Linked DNA regions of Sorghum bicolor: region 1 is linked to region 2. The links are chromatin contacts, called in public HiCAR-type maps. All regions are on one chromosome and are shown on one strand. The core of a region is the stretch at or near the end of the contact, and the rest is flanking DNA. Distances in the headings are between cores, read along the strand shown.

Region 1 (4,788 bases), core at 1,504-4,003, 190 kb after region 2:
AGTGCTTTGGCCCGGAGCTTGATTCTGCCCGGAGTAGCATAGGGCAAACCGTGGATTGGATCTGGCAATGTATACACAGGCCTTGTTTTGGTATAGTTCTCTAGAAGCCGAAAATCCATTAAAAAAACACGTTTAGTTTATGTGGCTTCGGTTTCATCTTTGTTTTATTTGCTTCATTTTTACTCCACAAGCCGTCCTCGCGTGCATGTTTTGTTAGTTTTTTTATTAGCAAATATGCACGTGCGACACGCACGTATTTGTTAAACTATTTTAATTACAATAAAATATTAATTGAATTGTCGATACAAAATAAGATGACAAGTTCTTGATCGATTTGATTGGGTCATATAGGATAAGGTTCAAATCATTTATTCATTAGGATGCCTCAACCCTTAGCTGCATATATCATTACACTTTTACTTCACCTTTTAAAACGGGTATTGTTTTCCCTATCTTATCATATTTCTATATATTTTTATCGATCCGTCGTCGTATGGGTGGAGAACCCTCATCTTTGTATAGGTCAAATGGAGAAGTCGTTGTAGTCTTAGTTTTGATACTGGAGGCTCTAGGGAGGTTAGTCCGTCCTTCTCACGTATGAATTGTGTTTTTATGTGTGGCTTTGTCTTATTTCCACCTCCATGTTGCAGGTACTATTCATTCACAATGTGGTACTAAAAGTAATACAAGGCGTAGAAGGACTTATGCTCTATTGGGCTGCCTAATGTGTCTGGCCTAGTAATGAAGAAAGAATTCAATTTGTAGTTTCTAATTATTCGAAAAAATGAATCTAGGGAAGATCAATTTATTATTCTTGGATCTAGAGCACCATTAGAAGAGGCTTGGTAGTCGGTATCTTCCTCACATGTTAGTTTTTCTTTCTTTTTTGTTATATAACAAACAAAATAATGTGTGTTCAGATTTTTATTATTTTCCTTTTATTAATTACTAATACACGAGGCTAGACTTAAAGCTTATAGAGTATTGATCGTGTCTTCACGACTTAGTAGTCTAAGGAAAAAAGATGGCGCAGATCAAGGATAGAAAGTCGTACTTGCATCATCACATTGATCACCGTATGTGGTGATCGCTGCATCTAAGATCGGACTCAAATGGCCCTCCTCCCATGCAGTCTATGACATGTGGATCTAGCAAAATGGAGTCCCATTGCATAATACGAAATAACCTAAAATACGTGTATATGTATCCGGTTCAACAACTTACGGCTGATAGAACTTACGGCTGATAGACATGTGCTACCTGATGACCGACGCACGTGTTTGCCAGCCATGTTGTACACCAAAGACCAAGCCTACCAGACCGCTCGCCGAGTCGTGCCTTGCCACGCAACCTATCTATACATGCGTATACATGCACTGCGTACAAGGGCCGCCATATCGCACTGCATCTGCATACAAGGGCCGCTATCGATATGGCCACGTTTCTTTCCCATACATGCACGTGATGAGCATCCGTATATTTTCTTCTTATTTTTTTCGTTTGCATGTCCGGTGATACACGTGAATATGTACGCGTGCACAAAGCAGATTTAATAAATGTAACAAAAATCTGTCAAACAGTAGCAAGCATTATATATGCATTGATGTATTTAAAATTGAATACATAGAGATAGAGGGGTTGTGGAGTCCTAACACGGGGATAGAGAGATCGTAGAGTCTGTTTAGGATTATAGGTGTGTGACAAGAGATTGAGTTATAAACGTTTACATCTTATACATATAAGATGTAAGATCACGTATGATGAAGGGCTCACATAGCATGAAGTTCAGATTGAACGGTTATTACGCAGAGAGATTTCTTAAAAAAAACTCGCTCTTTTATAGTGTGATGATATAAATGACTAGTGGAGAAGCGCTTATAAAAATCTAACCAAAGAAAGTCATTGTCTAAGTTGACTTCAATAATGGGTCCATGTACACTTGATCTTTAAAATGGCAACATCGTAGGCACCAATGTTAAAAAAAATCTTTTAGGCAATCTTTTATTTTAGCCCTCGGAGGGCGGGCTGGTATTCCGTTTCGGTTAATCTAGGTCGGGCTGTTGGTCCAGTAACCATCTTGGTTAGTAGATTAATCGAAACGGTCAAGCATAACCACCACGATTAATCTCCAGTTAACTGTGGCGGTCTTAAACCAACCGCCATGGTTAATTGATTAACTGTGACGTTTTTATCCGCTGCGGTTAAAAATCACTATTGAAATCACGTGCTTTGCCTAGTGTCTATGGTAAAAAACACTCGGCAAACCACTTGTCGAGTACCACACTTGATAAAGCCAAGACGACAAAAAAAAAACTTAACAGCAAAGTAGAACTGGGATCGGCGGAAACCATCACTCATTTCAAAGGTGAACACGAGGCACTGATGAACCGCAGCCCAATGATGGAGCGAGACAGCGTTGGGGTGGACCAGGACCTCTAGTTCCCTCGTCAACACGACACATCATATTGCCTTACCCTCCTAAGGCCTGGTTTAGTTCCAAATTTTTTTGCAAAATAGGAATAGTATCATTTTTGTTTGTATTTGACAAATATTATCTAATTATATACTAACTAGACTCAAAAGATTCGTCTCGTCAATTTCGATCAAACTGTGCAATTAGTTTTTATTTTCGTCTATATTTAATACTTCATGCATGCGTCTAAAGATTTGATGTGACGGGGAATCTGAAAAATTTTGCAAAATTTTTTGAGAAGTAAACAAAGCCTAAGGTTGTAAGGACGTAAATTCAACAACTTTAGGTCCCGCATAGTGAAACCATCCTCACCCAAAATTTCCCCATCTCCAACAGCGAAAATGAAAAGGAGAACGCAAATCCCCTCCGCAGAGCTGCAGCTGGAGGCGGCCATGGCAGCGCGCTAGCTGCGGCTGCTACTAGCCTACTACCGACCGATGGACGCGACGGCGTCGGAGTCGGACCCCTCGTCGCCGCGCAGCCGGCAGCTGCTGCCACCGATAGACGCGACGATGGCGTCGGACCCGTCGCCGCCGCCGCACAGGCGGCAGCTGCGTGGCCCTCGCCCGCCGCGGCTCGACGTCAGGATGGAGTCCCACAAGATCAAGAAGCCGACCGCCGTCACTCCACAGCCGTACAAGAGATCCCACCTGCACCTGCGGTGGTCTCGGGTCAAGGAAATCCACTGCGAGCCTACCGACTTCAAGGCGCTCGTTCAGCGCCACACAGGCCCTGTCGCCACCGCGCCGCCCGACTGCACGGAGATGCAATACGCCGGACGGTCCGTCGTGTGGTCACCACCGGTCCGGCCGTCCCGGATCGCCGCTGTCGTCGTCTCCGCGTCCGCGCGGTTAGCGGCCACCGTGAGGGCCGTTGGAGCGGACTCCTTGGTTGCAGCGGACGCGGACAGCAGCTTGGCAGCCGTTCTTAGCTTGCCGCGACGGCCGCCGGGGATCCTGTCGCCTGCGGCTCTGCCGCCGGCGGCGTGCTCCGGGCAGTTCTCGGCGACGCCGTTTGACCCGAGCTGCCTCCCGTGGCTCAAGGACAAGGACAAGGAGCTGAGCCTGCAGAGCCCCTTCTTCCTGCCCGCTGGCGTAGAGGAGCTGCAATGCCTGTTCACGCTGAACCCACGCACCCGCCTGCTCCCCGCCCCCGGCATGCCACCATGTCCGGCCACCGTAGTCTCGACGGCAGCTGGGTTGTCCGAAAATAATGTCCTGGAAATAGAAATGTAAGTGACTCTACCCTCCTGATATTTTAATTAATTACTTTCATACACATACATCCTGTTTGGATTGCTCCCTCCAAAAATATTAGCACTTCCACCAACTGCGCGCCACAAAATTTATAAAGCTGGATCTAGTAGAGTTGCTTTTACTTTAGATTCTTTGAGAAAAGTAATTATGTGATAGAAAATGTTACTCCCTCAGTCCCATAGTAAAAGCATACTCCTACCTAGCATTCATTTTTTTTATCCTAAATTTAAAGGGCACAATGGACTATCATGTCGGGTAATAGTACTGGCTGTGAGCTGCAGTTTATCAGAAGATAGGACCTTTAATTAAAGTCGAAAAGGAAAACAACGATGGAGCCGGGGAGTCTCCAGAACCCCTGGTCCGCTTATAGCATCTCCAAGAGATTTTCACATTTTATTCTCCAAAATATGATATATGCTAACTCCAAAACGAACATGAGGAGGAAAAAAAGTCATAGAGTATATTTCTGTTCTAATAATTTTTTTCTCAGCACTTTTGTTTACTCTTATGTTTTGTATTAGGAACCCTTAATTTATTTCTGTACGTGTTTAAACCCTTCTACTAGATCTTTTTTTTGCGTTTTTCTCACCCCAAACTCTATATTTCTTTCTGCTTACTAGACAAGCCGGAAAACTCCACTAGACCACGTGCTTGGGATAAATTTTTGCGAGATTAGAAAAGATGGGAAGGAAAAATGTCAAACTATTGGAGAGGGCTTTTTCTTATTTTGCCAAAATATTAAGGATGGAAAAGTTGTATGACAATCTGTTAGAGATGCTTTTACAACTATTTTCAGCGTCACGCAAGGAGTCGTTGGCAGAAGATGTCATGCTCTTTATAAGGATAGAGCCGTTATTTTACACCTATCTTGGGATGCATGTCCAAACCTAAAAATATAAATATTTTAAGGCAAAGGAAGTACTTCATGATTCTCTATTATAAACTCTATGTATAAAGTCTGTGCATAAAGTGAAAATAGAGAGAATCTACTTATTTTTAAGTATCAAGATATACTTGCATGCAAAAATTTGTTTGGGAGAGCTCTTTCTATATTTAAAT
Region 2 (4,483 bases), core at 202-2,701:
ACTGATGAAAGAGGCAGTTTCGAGAGAAAAATAATCATTAGTTTATCGGATGAATATTTGTTAAGAGCATCTAACATCCTAAAGAATCGTTAAGCAAACAGAAAGCTATATAGTTTATGAGCAAAATAGGACCTTATGGCCAAGCTTAAGTAGACATTGTGACAGGTAGTAGATATGGCTTTCCACCCCACCAAAGTTTGGAAAGAAAAAGTCAGACACCATCAAAATCCTGTGCTTTGTGCCTTGCCCATCCATTACGTCTGAAAACTGAAATTCAAAAAACAAAACTAAGCATAGCATGATGTAAGACTGCAGGGGTTACAAAAGGAAAATACACTGAGCAAAGCAACATAATGCACCATGTATTAAACCTACATAAGTAAAATGGGCTAATAACTTACAATGCCAACCACAATATGAAAGACAAGCATCTTTGATTCTTTGTTCCAAGAGATACAAGGAGGCATTACCTCATGATGAGGATTCAACCATAATAGGGCCAAACAACAATTGCTCATAATGCTAAGGCCATTTTTTATTCACCCAGTTACCACAGTCCTCTATTTCTATCTTTTGGTTTGCTAGCAACGTGTTTAGTTTCATTCAAACGTGAAAAAAAAAGTAAAGTCCTAACCAACCAGTTTGGGTTACCTCAAATTAAATGCATTTGCTAACACGAATCACATTTGGTGTTACTTGCTAGAAGGAAATCTCAGACTCAGTTCATTTCTGGATCAAGCTACTACTTCAAAAGCAAGGTTCTAACTGGCTTCCCTTAGACACTTTGCTGATAACTCAAAGCAGCCTTTTTGATAACATGGCATTTTATTGCCCTGCCTGGCATAACATAATTGAATTCAAGATACTTTTATTCTCTTTATTGTTTTTGCCTGACTTCTTCCAGTATGTGATTCAACATTATTTTGTGGCAATTTGCATCATGCCTTTAAAGTGCCCACTGATTCATATATTCTCGTTATTGTTTATACTACCCCTTTTATGATGTAGTGTAGTGCAAACAATGAACATGTAGAGCATCCCAAACAGAGTGAGAATACCACCCGTCCACCCCCAATAACAATTGAGATAAAACTACCATCCAGGGGTTTGGGGGGCTCCAATAGAACCCCAATCCCACATAAGGAGAAGGTGTTTTTTCGTTTCTGACCCCACAAAACCAGCCGCCCACCCCTAAACGAAAGGGGAACCCTCCTCCCCGAATCCGCAGGTAAACAGGCCGTCACAGGCCGCTCTTGGAGAGAGAAGAGAGAGAGAGGAAGGCCGAGCGCTCACCGGATTCGACGAGCAGGTCGGCACGGGCGGCGGCCAGATCGAGCCGCCGCCGGTGCAAATCGACACCGGCGAACTCGGCGTCGGAAGGCGACGAGGAGCGGATGGCTGCGTGGGGGTGAGGGGGACGGCGCTGTGCAGGTGGAGTGGAGGGGGGGGGGGGGGGGGGCGCCGGTGCTCAGTGACGACTGACGAGGCAGAGAGACGCCATGAGAGACAGAGATGGCAAGCACCGAGCGGGCTGGGGGTACACGAAGAGAAAACAAAGGAAGGTGGGCCCATGTATCAGAGAGACGTGGTTTGTTATTTTACTTTCATTTTTCCTTTCCATCTATTATTTTATTTGGTTCAAATTGGCAAGGGATACTAAACGAGTTCAAATACAAAACATTTCAACTACGAAGCTGTAGATTATACTGAGGACTATAACTTTTATATAGACCATATCAATATCCAAGATTTATTTGATAATTTTAAATTTTAAATTTTAAAATCTGTACATTTAAAATAGTATTTTGATACTATAAATAGTTTCAATTCGAAAACTTTTCAACTACAAAGTTGTAAATCCCATCGAGAGCTACAATTCTAATATAAAATTTATCTTCATTTCAAATTCACGTGAAAAGCTATAAATTTCCTCTTTTATTTGCTTTTGGTACCGTGCTTAACAGGTTTTTTACAGGTTACTCTCTGTATATATCTCGTATTTAATAAAATTATTTTTAGATAATTATAATTTTAATAAAATCATGTAATAATTTTAAATTTGATAAGATTTATAGAAAATAGTATCAGATGGAATACATATTTTGTGCTAATAGTTTGACTTTGACAAAGGTGGGATGGACGTATTTCCTCTCGACAACATCGATTCGGATGACCCATCGCCACCATCCTTGTGAGAGCACCGTGACATCCATGGAGCACGAGCTTCGCAAGTTGAAAAGGAGGTGGTTCCTTATGTGAACTTCCTCTAGAATTTGGGGCTGATTGCTAGCTAGAAATGAGCCGATTTCAATAAGGCCTTGTTCGTTTGCCCTGAATTCAATACCGGAGCAGATTTTTTCCAGACCAGGAACGAGTTAATACCTGCATGTCACTCATTCCCTGCCTTGTATGTATTCCCAGCCTGTATTTATTCCTTGCTTCAACCTTGTGCTGTTCGGTTTGCTAGGATCTAACACATGTATTGTTTGGGGCACTAACAGCAGATACCAGTTTTGGATACATGATTATTTTGGAGTGCTGCAAATACATCTCATGAAATACATTGCAAATACATTACAGCAAAAACAAACTCTTATAGTCTTATACATTGCAGCAAAATAAAATAAATAAATCTTCATGTTTTGGAGTTCTTTATCTGCAAGTCTCTCATCATGCATGTAAAGATAATGGGCAGCAAAGAGTATCACAGATAATGTGCAGCCACAGATAAAGGACATGCTAGCTACCGCCAAAATTGGTAAAAGGTGCACCAAAAGGCCAGCTGTCATGATCCACTCATGAAAGCATAATTTAACCAGTAGATAACTCATCTCTGCTCATGTATTCAGGCACTTTGTCGAACCCAATGTTTCTTGATCATTGCCTCCTCCCTGAAAATAATAGCAAGCTTTCTTTTACAAATTACACAATAATTGAACAAAAATGACTCACGATGTAGTCTTTTTTTTCGCGAATACGCAAGAGGTTTGCGTATCATTATATTAAAAGAAAAAGGAAATACGAACAATACAAAACGAGTTCACCTGCCGTAGCAGGAATTGAAAGAAAAATACGGCAGACTGAAACCATCCTCGGTGGATAGCGAAGCTACCCCCGAGCCAAGAACTCCTAATTTTTTTGCGCCCGCGCTCATCCATTGTTCGGCGTCCGCTTTGATCACAGACAGTAGCTCGAGTACGGTGAGTGTAGTCGCCCGAAAGCAACGCGCGTTCTGCTCCTTCCATATATGCCAAGAGACGAGGGCGAATAGCGAGTCTGCGCCCTTCCTCGCCCGTCCATGCCACAGGGCCCGGATGCGCCTCCACCACGCGACGACTGTCTGCTGCGCCGGTGGCAGTTGTTTGCCCAGACCGGACAGGATGAGGAACCATACCTCTCTAGTGAAAGGGCAGTTCGTCAGTATGTGATCGATGGACTCATTCGCCCGATCACACAGGAAACACTCAGGCTGTGCTTGCAGCCCGTGTCTCGCCCGACGATCATTGGTCCAGTGTCGCTTCTTGAAGGCCAGCCAAAGAAAGATCTTTACCCGTAGCGGCACCTAGGAGTTCCAGATTAGCTTGTGGCCTCGGAAAATGGTTCCACCAGCTTGAAGTTTGCAGTAGGCTGATTTTGCCGTGTACTCCCCATCGACTGTCCATCGCCAGATGGTTCTGTCCGGGCTATCGGTAAGGATGATGTTCTCGGTGGCCGCCCAAAGATCTAGGTACTCGACAGCCTCAACAATGGAGAGCCCGCCATAGATCGATCTTATCCAAGCCCGTCCCGATAGTCCTTGGCGCACCGTCAAGGTTGATTTGATTCTTCTGGACACCTTTGCGGAAAGGTTGGGTGCGATGTCGCTGATACCTTCTCCTTGGATCCATTGATCCTCCCAGAACAAGGAAGAGTTGCCGTCGCCAAGGAGCGTGAACGTGGAGGCCTTGAAGAAAGCCAATACCTCTGGGTCGGCTTTGATAGGTAGCTCACTCCATGCTCTGGCGTTATCCGTCTTTTGTAGCCACAACCACCTGGTTTGAAGGGCGTAGCCGACCAACTTCAAGTTTGAAATGCCGAGCCCACCTAGTTCCGTTGGCCGACAACAAGTTTCCCAGGCCACCATGCATCGGCCGCGCACCGAGGCGTCCTTACCGACCCAAAGAAACTTCCTGCAGATCGCATCGATCTCTTTGCGCACCCACGGAGGTAAACTATCAGCCATCATCGAGTAGATGGGGATCACCCTTAGGACGAACTTGATCCAGATCAGGCGGCCGCTCCTTGCCATGAGAGATCTGTGGCAGAGCGGGAGCTTCCTTGCAACCGCTTCGACCAACGCCTGATGTTCTGCCTTTGGCACCTTCTTGGTGGTCAGGGGCAAACCAAGGTACCGTAGTGGAAACTGCTGCACCTGGCAGCCTAGGATGCGCACATATGAAATAACTTTACTACTGCAGTCACTACTACTTCTCGGTAACTGGCA

Evidence for each region. HiCAR-type assays count read pairs that join an accessible place to other places.
Region 1: a HiCAR-type map of leaf shows a contact between it and region 2, with 4 times the contacts expected there. The contact joins the promoter of LOC8057272 here to the promoter of LOC8084598 in region 2. A contact is called at or near these places in 1 of 4 Hi-C or Micro-C datasets (leaf mesophyll) and 1 of 1 datasets of contacts at active chromatin or transcription factors (leaf).

What each region holds. Positions count from the first base shown.
Region 1 is chr2:12,354,467-12,359,254 of Sorghum_bicolor_NCBIv3, forward strand. LOC8057272 reads left to right here and starts at 2,754. Exons shown (of 11, transcript XM_002459646.2): 1 at 2,754-3,704. The coding sequence starts at 2,911.
Region 2 is chr2:12,165,717-12,170,199 of Sorghum_bicolor_NCBIv3, forward strand. It overlaps LOC8084598 (phosphatidylinositol N-acetylglucosaminyltransferase subunit A), which reads right to left and starts at 1,452. Exons shown (of 10, transcript XR_002450203.1): 1 at 1,294-1,452; 2 at 133-267.